Linked DNA regions of Rattus norvegicus: region 2 is linked to region 1. The links are chromatin contacts, called in public Hi-C maps. All regions are on one chromosome and are shown on one strand. The core of a region is the stretch at or near the end of the contact, and the rest is flanking DNA. Distances in the headings are between cores, read along the strand shown. Region 1 holds the start of Cemip (cell migration inducing hyaluronidase 1). Region 2 overlaps Abhd17c (abhydrolase domain containing 17C, depalmitoylase).

Evidence for each region. Hi-C and Micro-C count contacts between places; a contact is called where the count stands out from the background.
Region 2: a contact with region 1 is called in a Hi-C map of liver, with 2.7 times the contacts expected there. The contact joins the enhancer-like site here to the promoter of Cemip in region 1. A contact is called at or near these places in 3 of 12 Hi-C or Micro-C datasets (the Rat2 cell line, hepatocytes and liver).

The regions. Positions count from the first base shown.
Region 1 is chr1:147,466,789-147,474,207 of GRCr8, reverse strand. Cemip (cell migration inducing hyaluronidase 1) reads left to right here and starts at 2,725. Exons shown (of 29, transcript NM_001427855.1): 1 at 2,725-2,961.
Region 2 is chr1:147,515,850-147,523,268 of GRCr8, reverse strand. All of the region lies in intron 1 of Abhd17c (abhydrolase domain containing 17C, depalmitoylase), which reads left to right. Among named protein-coding and RNA genes, the nearest start is that of Abhd17c, 15 kb to the left of the region's middle. Within about 2 kb of position 3,903, at least 15 of the 93 cell types and tissues checked have an H3K27ac peak or open chromatin away from gene starts, as enhancers often do. A contact at or near this core is called in liver, where this site is marked.

The DNA.
Region 1 (7,419 bases), core at 1,476-3,975:
GCTTCAGGCTCTGTGTCCAAGGGCGACCCCTGTCGGTAAGATTTCAATTTGCTCTTTTTCCCCGACTTGAGCTTTCCAGGCTCTGGAGACTTACCGGAGGTTCACTGTTTTGCTTGTCTAGTAGAACGCTCAAGGTTAGAGCCAACTCATGCAGCCTTGTCCTGCTTCTCGTTTCTAATGGTTTTCTCAGTTCCTAGAGGGGAAGTCAGTGAAACCCCAGGAAGTCAGGACTAGAGGCTTGGAACAGAGCCACAGGTGTGGCTTCAAACTCTGCACAGGCATGTGAGGGGTGGGGTGGTCAATAGGTGAAGTGAGATGACCTTTGTTTTAAGGGTTGGGTGTGGAATATGGCTGGCTGGCTGATGAAAGCTGCCACACTCGTGCAGTTTGTGGAGCATGGGGCAGACCGGCAATCACATTCCACAGGATGAGGTCTGAGGGATGAATATCCCAGGAAGGTGGTGGGAACTCAGTGCAGAGAGTGGAGGCTGGGTGTGACTCCATATCTCCAGCCAAGAGCACCATTCGTCCCTTTGGGGATCCTGGCAAGAACTTGAAAGCTATCAATTCATTTTGCAACTAGCTCCCACCTCTGCATTGATAAGTCTCGGTTTTAGAGAAGTGTAGACAGGAAATCCATCAGGTTCACATTGCCGGTATTCACCCAAAAAAAATTACCCATCATACCCCACCTGCCACAAAGGATTGGGTAGAAGTGCTGAGTGGATATGGCTGGAGAATCTGGTTTTAGACATATGGAGCCTGTCTGTAATTTATCAGCATTTTTCTTCCACCCCAGGCCTTAGCCAAGTGATAAAGAAAACTGGATGCCAGAGGAATGAGCCGCATCTTGGAGAAAGCATGACGAAGCACTTCCCAGAGCCAGTCCCTTAAACAGGAGACTGCTCTTCATCTCTGAGATGCCTGTGAAGATGAGCTCCTCCCTTGCTTTGCAGCCTCTGGTCTGTGCATCCCACTGGTTGGAGAGGGAGAGCACACATATGGCCCCAGTGAGGCTGATCCAAGCTCGCCTTTGTTCACTGGGCACAATGCTGTTACCCAGCCCACTCCTCATTGTTTAAGGGCTCGGGGAATGGGTTCTTTAAGAAAGGGATTCAGTGAGTACGCATAATGGGAGGACTGGATAGGCACTTTACAAGGAGGTAGGTCCTAGTTTCATTCTGCTAGAAAGGAAGGGTCAAGAAATGAAGCCTGTCACTGGGCCCTGTTCATGGCATACTTGGATGTCAAGGACAAACTGAGACTCTTGATCATTGCTTCCAACTTTCTAGAAAAGATCTGGAGGTGGAATGATGTGCTTCCCTGGTTCTAACACATGCCCAAAGGCTTCTGCCCAGAGGACCTAGCAAGGGCTTCCAAAGTTTCTGCCCTAAAGCCTGAACTTAGATCCCTAAAGCTGGTGGCACTGCCTAGAATGAAAACGCTCTTACACAGCAGTGAGCATAGGACATTGGCAGGCAGGAAGAAAGAAATGTGTATTTGGGGACTCTCGTTAACTGGAGGAGGGAGTTGAGTAATAAGTCTCAAAGAGGGACAGGATGTAGAATTGCAATCAAAGCTGTCACCTTAGAATTAAAATGAAATGGGAAAAAAAAAGAATCCCCAACACCTTTTGCTTTTTGCCAGGCTCAGAGTAGGTAAGTAGCTGGTGCTCAGGGCACCGGGTGCTGAGGAGATGTTAGGTGCTCTGTATGGGTCTATTTATTCCTATAGCAGAGAATAACTCACTGGTGGCACGGCCTTGTTTTGACCCTTGAGACCATTGGCCTGTCCAGGCACAAAGGTTCAGGGTCCTACCACTCTACATGCAGGAGAGCAAACACTTGCTAAGAATTGGTACCCATAAAATCTCACTGAAATCTTCTCCCCCCGTTCTTGGGAGCCCAATGATGAAGTCCCTTGTTTATGGTCAAGTAACTGGCATCTGCAGGAAACTGGCACATGTGAAGTAACTCTACCATCCTTTCTTTTGGTGTGTGTGTGTGTGTGTGTGTGTGTGTGTGTGTGTGTGTGTGTGTGTGTCCCAGGGCAGAGGTCAAGCTGCCTGAAGTTTTGATACCGGGTATCTCTATTTTACCAGGACTGGCCAGCAAACCCCAACGATCCACCTGCCTCCGCTTCCCCAGCGCTGGAATTACAAAACAGGGCCATCGCCCAAGGCTTTTAAAATGTGGATTCTAGGAATTGAACTCTGTTTTTCAAGCCTGTAAGCACCGTAACGACCATCTCCCTAGCCAATGAACCCACTATCAAAACAAGATCTCCTCTAAGAGACCTCTAGAGCTAGGCGATCCTGGGTTCTGTTGCTATGTTGGCTTACAAAAGGGGAACGGGTTTGAAATCTAACAGCCTGAACGAAGAGTGGTCTGTCCCTTGGGGAGAGCACTGGGTAGAAGAAGCCGCGCTTCCACTATAGCCCTCAGAGGTCCGCAGCGCTCGTCCTAGGCTCCAGCGCCCTCACCTGGTAGCAACAGCATGTCCCGGCGGCAGCTCTCAGGCTCAGGTCTGCGGCTCCCGGAGCGGCCGCCAGAGCCCGCCCGGGTCCAGCCCCGCAGGCCGCCCACCTCGGTGAGTGGGAGGACGCTGCCCTGAGACAGGGGTGGGACAGGGGGGACGGGATGAGTGCGGGCGCCGGGGGCTCTGGTGGGGAGGAGTCAGCCCCGGAAGGCGACTATAAAAAGCGTCGGCTGGCAGCTCGGAGCTACTAAGCCAGTGAGCGCACGGAGTCGAGCGCGGAGCGCCTTCTGCGCTGAGTGGCAGTGGTCTGGTGCTGGGGGAGCACTGTGCCGGAGTGAGGTCGGAATCTTCACTCCACTTCCCGCGAGCTCCTGTCCCGCTTGCTTACGCTCAGGAGCTCAACGCGTGGGATCAGATACCAGACTCCGGGATGCTGTACTCCAGACCCCCGAGGCGTGGCAGGATCTCAGTCATCAACCTGAGGTAAGAGGACCGGAGCTAGGGCGCGAGGGCTGCTTGGATTAAGCCATGGGAAGGAGAGGAGAGACCGAATCCCACATATCTTCTCTGTTTAGGTAGAACGTTGCCCTCCATCAGTCTGATTGTCCAGTCTATTCTATGCTGTCTACCAGTGTGTGTGTGTGTATGTCTGTCTGTCTGTTTCTGTCTGCCTGCCTGTCTGCCTATGTGTGTGTCTGTCTGTCTGCCTGCCTGCTTGCCTTCCTATCCTTGAATATATTGGTGGGCATACACCCCCGTCCTTCGTTTCTGAAATCTTTTACAAACGTCAGATGTTGAGGACACCATCGCCCGGGGAATGCATTCGACGGGAGGTGGATCTCTGCTTTGCTTAGCTTGTGCCCCTGTGAATGGCACCAGATGTTCACACAAACAACAGTGTCTCATGGAAGACAGAGGATCCCTAGGCAGGTCTCACAAGGAGCTCGGTGCAGGGAACGCGCCTACCCTGTGGCTAATGGTGAGCTTCGCAAATCTGCACCTTGTCACGACCACGTAAGCAAGGTCTCCTGGGTCGCCTAGCCTGACTCTGCCCTCCCAGCGATACGCTGGCACCGGGCGGGAGGAGATGATCTGATGTTAGACGACCTCAGTGGTCTCTGCTGTTATTTAAACAAACACTAAGCTTGGCAGCACTGCCGGAACATTGGTGACCCCTGGCAACAGACATCATCTGCAAGAAGGTTCGCGCAAGATTGACAGAAAAACCAAGGTCTCCATAAGGCACAAACCTGAGTTGTCCACGGTTCTCAAGCTCTCCTCTCTGGGAACGAGGTCGGGCGACATCTCGGAATGAACCCCAGAGAAAGCGTGTGCTCCTGACAAGAGCGTTGCGCCGGTGTTAGCCAAGAACTGGACATTCTACCCGCACCAGGTCTGAGGTTCTCAGTACTGCTCCGAACAGCCAACTCTGACCACAGGTAAGACCTTCTCTTTAAAACCAAGCTTTTGATGTGAGAGCCACGGCCTGGCTGAAGCCCGTCCAGGAGACAGTGAGCCAGGGAGTCATTTCCATCTCCGCGGTCTGGAGAGGGACCCCAAGGCGCGCCCGAGGGAGGGGAATAGGCTGCTCTGCGTGCCCAGGCTCGGCGCCACCATGGACAGCTCCCAGCTACTTCCGCCACTCGGGGCCTGTGGCCCCGAGTCTGGTGTGTTCAAGCACCTCCCTCACTGATTAAGGTGTTCAGACACTAGGAAGATAGAGAGGGACTAGCAGTCTTGGAGGCCTAGGTATTTTTTCTGGAGGCACTAACCACTTAGGAGGGAGCCTACTTTGCCAGAGGCTGTGGTTTTCTACCAGGTCCCAGCAGAGCTTGCATCTTTTTCTGTGTAACCCCTTGATGTCACTAGGGGCTTCCTTTGTATTTATGCGGCACCATAGGGATCCCTCAGAGGTGAGGCAGGTGTGAAACTTTTGTTATATGACCCAGACAGTGAGATAAAGGTATATGTAATTAGGTACAGAACTAAGCTACTTTCAGTGTGGGGAGTAAGGTCATTAAAAAATATTAAACAATTTAATAAATATGGTAATGAATCAATCCTTTAATTTCATAGTTTATGAGAGAATGGAGAAGAAACCACACTTTAAAAATTACAAAGAGAGTGTCTGAGAGGGTGTATAAAGCAGCAATGCTCTTTCTGATCCTAAGGGTGTCCTCTAAAGCTGGACTCTTGAGACAGTTTCCAAAGGCTCTACACAGCCTGGTAGACGATGGTTCAAACAGATTACTTGGGACTAGGGTATTATGTCCTTCTTCTAGTCAGAAATGATACTGGATGGGCTCTTTTGTCAGTACCACCTATACTCAAACACAGAAATGTATGTCCCTTTACTATAAAAGGTGTAAGAAATCAGGTCTTTTCTGCTTAGGACTGAAAGATACATATAAAAATTAATTTTAAAAAGAAAGGGAAAAGGAAGAGAGAGGGAGAGAGAGAGGAAGAGGGAGAGGGAGAGGGAGAGGGAGAGAGAGAGAGAGATCTGTGACTTTGGGAAAGTCAACTAAACTTACACTTGTTTCCTCACCTATAAGTGGGGGCAAGTGGGCTCTCTCAGTAAGTGGCTAGAGAAATTACTAGCATAAGGCAAAGCACTGAAGTCCGGTGCTGAGCACAGAGAACTCTGCTAAAATGGCCCAGATTACAGGTGCGTTTCAAAGTGCTGTGCATTTTTCTGAAGTGCTTACCCGGCCCGTGTCCTCTTTCCTAGCTTAGTAACTGATTGGGAGTGGATCTACCACTTTGTTATCTTCACATTGGTGAAAGTGCTGAAGGAAGAGATGTGGACAGGCTTTTATGAGAGACAATTCAGTTCGCTGTTTCCCCACCTCCACTGCTTGGAGCAAATACTGTTTTTTAAACAAAGAAGTAGGCCATTTTCAAGACTTCATTTCAGCCCTTTGATCTAGACTAGTGGTTCTCAACCCGTGGATTACAACCCCTTTGAGGAGGGGAGGGAGTTGAGTGACTGTTTCACAGGGGTTCCCTCAGGCTACAGGAAAGCACAGATATTTACATTATGATTCCTACTATAAAAAAGTTACAGTAACAAAACTTACAAACACAATTATGAAGTAGCAATGAAAATAACTTTATGGTTGGGGTCATAGCATAATGGATTGTATTTAAAGCATTGCAGCAATAGGAAGGTTGAGAACCACTTATCTAAAGATTTATTTATTTTATGTATACAAGTACACTGTAGCTGTCTTCAGACCAGAAGAGGACATCAGATCCCTTTACAGATGGTTGTGAGCCACCATGTGGTTGCTGGGAATCGAACTTAGGACCTCTGGAAGAGCAGTCAGTGCTCTTAACCGCTGAGCCATCTCTCCAACCCGAGAACCACTTATCTAGATAGTCTTTTCTTTTTGACTTTTCCCCCCACATGATCTGGTAAGGAGCCTCACTGTCTTTCTGAGGCACAGCACCCCTGGGATGCAGGTATGGAGGGTCTTCAAGACCTTGTTTCTAGATACTTCTGGTTAGCTGCAGAAGAAAGACTTTGGTTTTCTCAGACAGGGAGTGGTCATGTTGGACAGTCTCTGTCATCTTTGCATTTTGCTTAGGCATGACAACCTGGTCAAGACTCTTGGCTCATGATATTTTGGTCCATACTGGGTTTGGAGGTGCCCTTGGGTTCTGTATTTTGGGGTTCTGTCTTGTACAAACCACTAGTCCTATGACACACCACAGAAATTTGGATACTGGACCCATAGGCACACATTATTGTAGGTAGGTTTTTCCCCACAAAGTGTGCATGCACATGTGCATATTTCTGCCAGCTTTCCATTCTGATGCACTCAGATTTTCCTTCTCTCCTTCTATCAATAGATCAGAAGGATTCTTTGTTTCCTCCACTTGAAAGGGATGAAGTCCAGGAGCATCCCTCAGATGCTGGGAGTTTTCTGTGACTCTCCTCAGCTGGTGATGTCACTACAACAGAAGTGTATTCCCAACTCATGCTGAAGTCTGGGCTGTCTTCTTTGTGCTAGTGTTCAGTCTCCTGGGTCCCTGTGGCTTCCAGGTAAGAAAACGACTGAACTACAGAACACTTGTGGGAAGCAAGGCCAACGAGGGGAGGAAGCTGCGTGGATGGGAAGAAGGAGCTCATCATTAGTTCTGTAGTGTTCTGTCTGTGGTAACCCTGTCTGAGTTTCTGGGACAGACAGATCAGATGGCAAAGGTTGACATTTGATGGGAAAGGCAGCTCTAGTTATTGTCATTGGCTCCTTTGAATCCTGAGGCATAAGTGACACCTTTTAGTCCTGTGTGCTGTTGGCAGATCAGCACCATCATGTGGATTAAGTGCACTTTGTATTTTATCTGTAGCTCAAAAGACACCTACTGGCATGGAGGTTGGCTTCCCATGGGAAACAAAGTTATTCTTGTGAGCTTCAGCCACAAGATTCCCTAACTGTGACAGTCTGGGTGACATGTATCTTTGTGCATGGTGGCAAATACACAGGTATTTGATCTAATCAGAGCGATGGGTTAGCTGTCTTTGCTGGTTTTCATCACTCTGAAGGCAGCTTCAGTTTCTTTGGAAGGGGGACTACAAGGGCCTTGCTCGCTTGACTCTGGTTGGGTTGGCAGCCATTGGGAGTGGGTCCTGGGGAAGTTCTCAGGGCCGTGTGTTTCTTTCTATTGTTTGGTCAGCTTCTCAGCATGATCTTCACCTCCTCCAAAGCTATACTTGTTGGAACTTTGCAGATTTGGTTAGGGTGGTGGCTGTCATGGTGATTTTTATTAGTCTCCGCACCTTGCTGTCTAGCCACTCCCTTGGGGCCATCCTGGCCTCTTTGGCAGGTTTCTCAGTTTTCCCTTTATCTTCTTTCTGCCCCAGTGCCAGGCTTTGTTCTAGCCTAGGTCTCTGGCCGGGAGGCTGCTTGCTGAGAAATATCATCAAATATACATTAT
Region 2 (7,419 bases), core at 2,654-5,153, 48 kb before region 1:
AGCCTGAGCAAGATGTTGGGGAGGAGCAAGCCAGTAAGTAGCACTTCTCTATACTTCTCCATGCCCTCCGCACCAGCTCCTGCTCCAGGATCCTTCCCTGTTTGAATTTCTGTCGTGACTTCTTTGAACAGAGATATGGAAGTGTAACCAAATAAACCCTTTCCTCCCCAAATTGCTGTCGTGTTTCATTTTAGCAATAGAAATTTTTAACTAAGACAGCACATGAAAGAGTTGTCACTTTTGGGTCAGCAAGACAGCTCAGTGGGTGAGAGTGCATGCCACCAAGGCTGAGAATTTAGGTCTGAGCACTGGAACCCATGTAGTGGATGGAAAGAACTGATTTCTACAAAAGGCCAAGATGCCTGCCCTTCCCCCCCAAACACACCGAATGAGAATGGATGATTGTAAATTTAAAAAGTTAAGAGTTCCCACTTCTGCTTGAGCTCAGTCTGCTGCTATCACCTTCCTTGTGAGGACCACCCTGCAAGAGCTCTCTTCAATCTGTTGTCTCCTTCCAGGGTCTCTGGTTGGTGTTGCCACAGGTCTACTAGAGGCCAGTGCTGAAGGACAGAGAACTTGTGGCTGGCCTCTTTTTTCTTTGGGAGAGATCATCTTGGGGTTAAATTGTGTGTTATATCAGCCTGGCTTGTCTGTCTGGGTAGCCATCCCTAGTTTTCCTTGTACCATTCGGCCCTCCCAAAGCCCATTGAAGTTTTGTGTCCTTACTCGTATTGTGCACTGCAGTTTTGACAGCTGTCTCCATGACTGTATGCTTCCTGGCTTCCACTGAACCAATTTTGAAAAGCCCTCCTAATGACCTGGTGCGCTCTGGATCTTTTTGATGTGTGAAATGCCAGAGACCTGTAATTACTTTCACAGGATTAAGGATGGCAAAGGATAACCATTTTAATTTGCTGGCTGCCTGTCTGTCTCCTCTGTCCCTTATGAACTAAAAGTGGGACAAGTGTTTCTTGGGGACGTTTGCAAACTTCTTAAGTCCATTCTTATTTTTGAGTTATCCTCTTAACTTTACATTTAACAAAGAACTGCAAAATTAACACCCCAAACAATTGAAATCTTAATCTTTTAGGAGTTGGAGTTTTCTCTTCTGTCTTAGCTTTTTTTTTTTTTTTTAACGTGAGAGACCTCTGCTACCTGTGTGTTTCTGAAAGGCACTCGCTCCATCTCAAAGGCATGGATAGCTCTTCTCTAGAATCCTCTGGCACTTGGCCCTATGCCACCTTACATGTGCCTTGCCAGAACAACAAACTTCCCTGTCTCCACTCTTAGCACTCTGACTTTGCCCCTGCTGGATCTCGTCCCCTCCCTAGTCCTCTGAGGAAAGACAGTCATAGCTACTTGTTCTTAGACTCAGTAGGCGCCCTGAGAGGTGCTCTTCCTGCAGAGCTGGCCCTACCTGTTCTGATGGCATGGTAGATGGGCTAGACAGAGTCTGAAGCACTCACCTGGTCTGTGTTTCGGGCACTTTGCCCTTTCAGATTAAAGATCATAGGTCTTGATCTTCTTAATTCTGGCCACAAAAGTGCCAATCAGGTTGCTGGTACAGTTTTAGCTTTCAGTGAAGTCGTTCTCCAGGGTTGAGTGTGGAAGTATAACCCATCCCTGGGAGATACAAGGATCTGGGAAAATTGAGGTCTTAAACCAGTCTTGATGAAAGATGAATCTTTCAAAAAAATCAATACCCTAACCCCCATATGTGCATTTCAAACAGGAGGGATGACTGAATTGCTCAGAGGGGACAGGGTGTGTGTGTGTGTGTGTGTGTGTGTGTGTGTGTGTTGCAAGTAGCCACTATTGGGGGAACTAACTAGCATCCTTAATATGTATATACACAGCCTTCTCATTCTGTTTTATAATACTTGTGACAATGGTTGTGGTTATTACAGATACTGTCAGCTGACTGTAGTGCAGTCTTACTGTCTGTCATTCCATTCCCTCTGGTCTATGAGATCCTGGTGCTCCATTTTCCTATACCATATTGTTTATGGAAAGCCACTTTATTTGGAAAAATCTCAAAATATAACCAAAGTAAGGAAATACAGGAATAAACCCAGCAATATTAGTGTTCCTCTTTGAGCAGTTATTAACATACAGCTTCCATCTCCACTCACTGCACCAGGCTGTTCTCAGTATTTTGTGTAGGCCGTTCTTTCTCAACGGAAGAATGTAAAAGCATTGAAGTACAGCCATGCTGGCTGTCTGATTGCTGACAGGATCTCATTATCTGGTCTGGTGGTGAGCAGGAGTGGGACCCCTCCTTCCTCACCGTACAGGAGACACTGTACTAGATGGCAGCTGGGGAGTGGGCTGCACATGTGATGGACTGAAGGGCTCGCAAGTGCATGCAGTACCAGACAGATAGTTAGAAGGAAGGCTGTAGTCTATTCACTGACCCCCTGCTGTAGTAATGTCAAGGTGCTGGGTAGATCAGTGACAGAGTTGGTCAGCAACCTAGGGAGTAGTGGCTTCTGGGTGACTACCAAAAGATGCAGCTGTCAGCTCCTGTCTTTGCGCCTCAGTGCCTCTGTTTATGGTAGTAAGAGTTTTGTGCCCATCCTGCTGAGTCAGCATTTGTCAGGGGACTGTTTTGTGCTGAAAGTAACTATTTCACCTATTATGTATTTTCAGCACACCACATCTATGAAGCAGGGGTTTTGGCTGACCCATTTCACAGGTATAGAAACTGAAGACTACAGAAAAATGAATGACTTGATTTGGATCACACTGAATTAAGCAGCAAGCCAGGGTTTGATCCCAGGTGGGCTGAACCTGGAGCCTGTGTTCTCAGATCAGACACCGTTCTACATAGGTGTGTGTGTGTGTGTGTGTGTGTGTGTGTGTGTGTGTGTGTGTGAGAGAGAGAGAGAGAGAGAGAGAGAGAGAATATTGTTATTGTGAGGGACACTCAAGCCCAAGTGTAAAGAGAGAGAGAGAGAGAGAGAGAGAGAGAGAGAGAATATTGTTATTGTGAGGGACACTCAAGCCCAAGTGTAAAAAGCAAGATCAGAATTTAGAGTCCTCATCCTCACTGCCTGCTTCGTTTTGCTTTGCCTTGGGTGTGCGTCAGTTGTGCAGCTTATTAAAGTCATGCACAGCCTTAGTCTCCTGCTCTTATTTAAAGTTCAAAGGCCAAAACCCTTGGATTTCTTTTCCTGAGTTTTAAGATTTGAGCACAACAATAAAATGTTTAGAAATTTTAGTCTTTGAACAAATTGAGTACCTGGTGTGTCCCTGTAGGATGTAGGGCTAAATGCCAGGTAGGGCTTATGTTGCTCACACACAATGTTTAATTTGCATCTGAAAAGCTGACTTTGAACACCTTCCTACAGACTCCCAGTGCCCTGAGGAACTCAGAGCTGTTGGTTGGGTAACAGATAGTATTGTGGAGACAGAGTACTTACTTTCTGACTTTGAGAATCAGCTGGAAGAAGGAAGCAGCTTCTCTAGTGAGTGGTTGCTTGGGTTCCCGAATAGTTTTTGAGCCTCGTGCTTCCTGTTATATGGTGGTTGTTGTTGTTGTGGTTGTTGTGGTTGTGATTGTTGTAGTTTAAGAGTTGTTTTTTTTTCCAGTGTTGGCAACATTTGGTAAGTTTGTTGTTGTTGTTGTTGTTGTTGTTGTTGTTGTTGTCTCTTTTAAACTGAAGAGAAATGAGTCAGTTCAGTGTATGTGAAAGATAGCGGCCTGGTGTTTCTAAGGGAGTTGCAGCCTTCAAAGTGCTCTACTTTGACCCTGAGAACAGCTCTGTGGGAACAGCAGGAGGGGAGCTGCACACTTGGGGGCTGAGCAGGAGGAAGCCAGCTGGCAGTGGGCTGGCTGAGCCAGGGGCTGGGGAGCGAGTATCAGCTGTTAGTATTTCTCCTGACTTCAACATTCCTGTGACCTGCCTCAGTGACATAGTGTCTTCTGTGTTGGACCTTCTTTCACTTGAGTGTGCTGCTCACTTACTGATATCCCTGTTCTTGGTCATGATTAATGATTAACTCAGTTAACTTGTTTGCTTTCTGAAATGCTCTGATGCAGCTCAGGCTTTGAAACTGTAGCAAAGCCACTGCTGGAACAATACCATTTAAATAGGGACCAGCTTTTCTTATTAAATTGCCATCTCTTTGGAGAGGGGGTTTGAAATATTTAAAACTTCAGTTTGATTTCCTTATGAAGCTTAAATTAGCGTTGCAAGTCCCTTCCTTCCTGGAGTTTTGTAAACTCATGGTGTAGAATGTTTGCCTTCAGCAGCAGTTGCTTGGAAGACTGGCACTGGGCAGTTCTGGAATGGCTTACTGACCTGAGGACTTGGCTCCCAATGGGCTTATTTGGAGACCACAGGAACAAGTAAGACAAGTCCTGTGACCCAGTTGGAGGTGTGATTCATAGCTTGTTAACAGTTGGTACATTAGTCTCAAAGTTTAGACAGTGATGGCCTCATTTGCTCCTAAAGCAAGAGGGGGCTCTGGAGACCTGTCCAGACAGAGCCTGCAGATAACTGGGCAGGATGGAGCCCCCCTCTTGTCCCACACAAGTTGAGTCTTAAATCAGCCAGAGAGATTCAGAGGCATGGCAACTTGTGTTAAAACAGAGTGTACCCTGTAAAGTTCTGTTCTTGTCAACTGGTTTTAAGATTTTGGCCCTTCCATTATTAAGAATGCCATTGTGACAGTCACATGATCCTTGGTAGGTAATGAGGATGGGAATGATCTAGTAAACTCCTGATGCCAAGTGGTCCAAGAAGACATTGTGACTCCACAGCAAAGTAGGAAAGCAGGAAGCAAAGACAGTGCCAGTTCCTGGAAAGCCAGATGCAGAAATTACCACCTTTTTTTATTACAATAATTGATTGCTGTTTAAAATTTGCAAACTTATTAACTCCTTTATTGGGGGGAAGAAAGGGGCAGTTTGGCAAGTATAAAATCTAGACATCTAGGATATACTCATACTGACCTAGGACTTAATTCCTCTCAAAAAGTTCTGATGCCAAATCCAGAGTTAATTTTCATTTCATGTGTGGCCTTGCTCATGTTAGCAGGTGCACCAGGGTTGAGTCACACCCCCAACACAAAATTTGGTTGATTGAATTACCAATTGTTGACACTTTGAATGACCCCATCGCTATCAGTTTATGTTTGGGTTTGTTTTAAGATGCACTAGATTTGCTATGGGCAAAAGGTAGAGAAGGTCATCCCTCTCCTTCTGTGTGGTTCCCATCCTGCCCTTCTCTCCTGCCTCCCAGCGCAGTGTGCATCTCTACACATAGTGGGTCAAGCAGGACTGTGGACAGCATCAGGGAGGTTTCATTCATTGAGTGCTGAAGACAGAGGTAATCTTAGTTTTGTCTTGACTTTTAAGGGTGGTTTTTAGTTTCTTGTAAGTGTTCCTTAAGTGTCTCCCTTTTCTCTTTATGATTGGATGTGCACTCTCATCCAGAGGCTAGTGATCATGTACCATATGGGCTGCGTGTGTTGGGATTCAAAGTTGTATGTGCGAGTCTTTTTATCTTCACTGTAGTCATTTTAAGCACGTGTCTTATACGTACTAATTTTAGCACTTTTTTTTACTTATGATAACTTTCTTTTTTAATTTTTTTATTATATATTTCTTTACTTACATTTCAAAGGTTATTCCCCTTCCCAGTTTTCTGTAAGCTCCCATTCTCTCCCCCTATACATTCCCCTGATTGCCCTCCCCCATATTCCCCTGCACTGGAGGTCCAACCTTGGCAAGACCAAGGGCTTCCCCTTCCACTGGTGCCCCAGCAAGGCTATTCTCTGATTTTAGCACTTTTATCTTCCATTTGGAGCTAAGGAAATAGCTCAGTTGATGGAGTACTTGCCTACTGTGCACAAAACAAAGCCCTGGGTTCAGTTTGCAGTACACACGTAGCACACACCTGATTTCTAGCACTTGGGAGAAAGGCTAGTCAAGAAATTCAAGGCCAGCCTTAGCTATATAGTGAGTCCCAAACCACCCTGGGCCACATGGGACCCTGAAAGCCTTATTTGGCACCTGGCGTATTTCTTTCCAGGTAGTGGACATTGTACCTAGCAAGATTTCCTAGAGTTCCTAGAAGCGCAGATGTTCCAGTTCCAGGACAGCTGAGGCAGACTAGTTCTGCTGGTTCTACAGGTCAGGTGTGGGAGAAGCAGCTTGCTCTGCTCTGGGGATTTGGGAACTGTGTGTTTAGCAGTGTCATTGCACTTGACGCCTGTGGTAAGACCATCTCCAACTGTTTACCCCTATATGAACTCTGGCTAGAACAGGTTCCTAGCTTAGTGTTTAACTTTCTAAGATCAGCTTTGAATATTTTTGAAACATTGATACCTTCTTGAAGACCAGAAATGCTAGCACATCTTTAATCCCAGCACTGGGGAGGCAGAGTAGGAGGAATTATAAGCTCAAAACCAGCCTTGTCTACATAGGCCAGGCCAGCAAGGGGGGAGGGGTATACAGTACGATCCTGTTTGCAAAGGAAAAAGATAAATAAACATGTTCTTATAATTTTGAGCGACAAGCTTCCTCCATATCCCCTTGCTCTGATCTTGTTAATCCTCTGTCTTGATTTTTGATGAGAAATTGAAATGTAATTATTGTGCGTCAGCATCTGGTGACCTGGGGGCTGAGTGACAGCATTGCAGTGAATAGTTTGCATCTTTGTCACAGCTTAAGAGACAACTGATTAGTGAAGGACAAGGTATAAAGTGAGAGAGAGAAATAGTCGTTTCTGGAATCTCCGAATGAAGCCTCTTCAGCATCCCCCTAAAGTAGTGACCAGTGAACCCAGGTAGTAACTCCATCCTCAGAATTTTTAACTGGGGATGTTGACTAGGTTATGGCTCAGTAACTACAGAGTATCTCTAGGTGCCCACATTGACAGTTAGTGCACATGTAGTAAGTGCCAGGAGAGCTGAGTGACTTCTCGATGACCAAGTCTCATGAGGAGACTGTGTACATGTGATATCAGCAACAGAACATGGTGCAGTGGACAGCACAGGTCCCCTTAGTTCCCTGACTGCTCCCCGCAGCAGCTTCAGATGGTTATCAGCCTTCTGTAGAGGATTTTTAGTATCAGCTCCTGCCAAGTGCCCCAGCTTTTGACAGTTGCCTTTGGGTCTGTGCTTTCTGTGCCAACAATTTTAACTAGTGGATTTAAACTTAATTCTTACCGTGTGTGTGTGTGTGTGTGTGTGTGTGTGTGTGTGTGTGTGTGTGTGTGTGTGTGTTTGAGAGGGTCACCCTCCTGCACCCTTACCTCTTGCTTGGCTTCAGTTCAGCTTTTACTTTCACCATATCTAGTTAATAAACATTCACATCCTTTGTAGTATTACCCAGTGACTTATCTTGGGCTTCCTTTAAAAATCTGATCTGTAAAGGGGGACCGTCTTTCTCTTCCTTACATTTTTACAGTC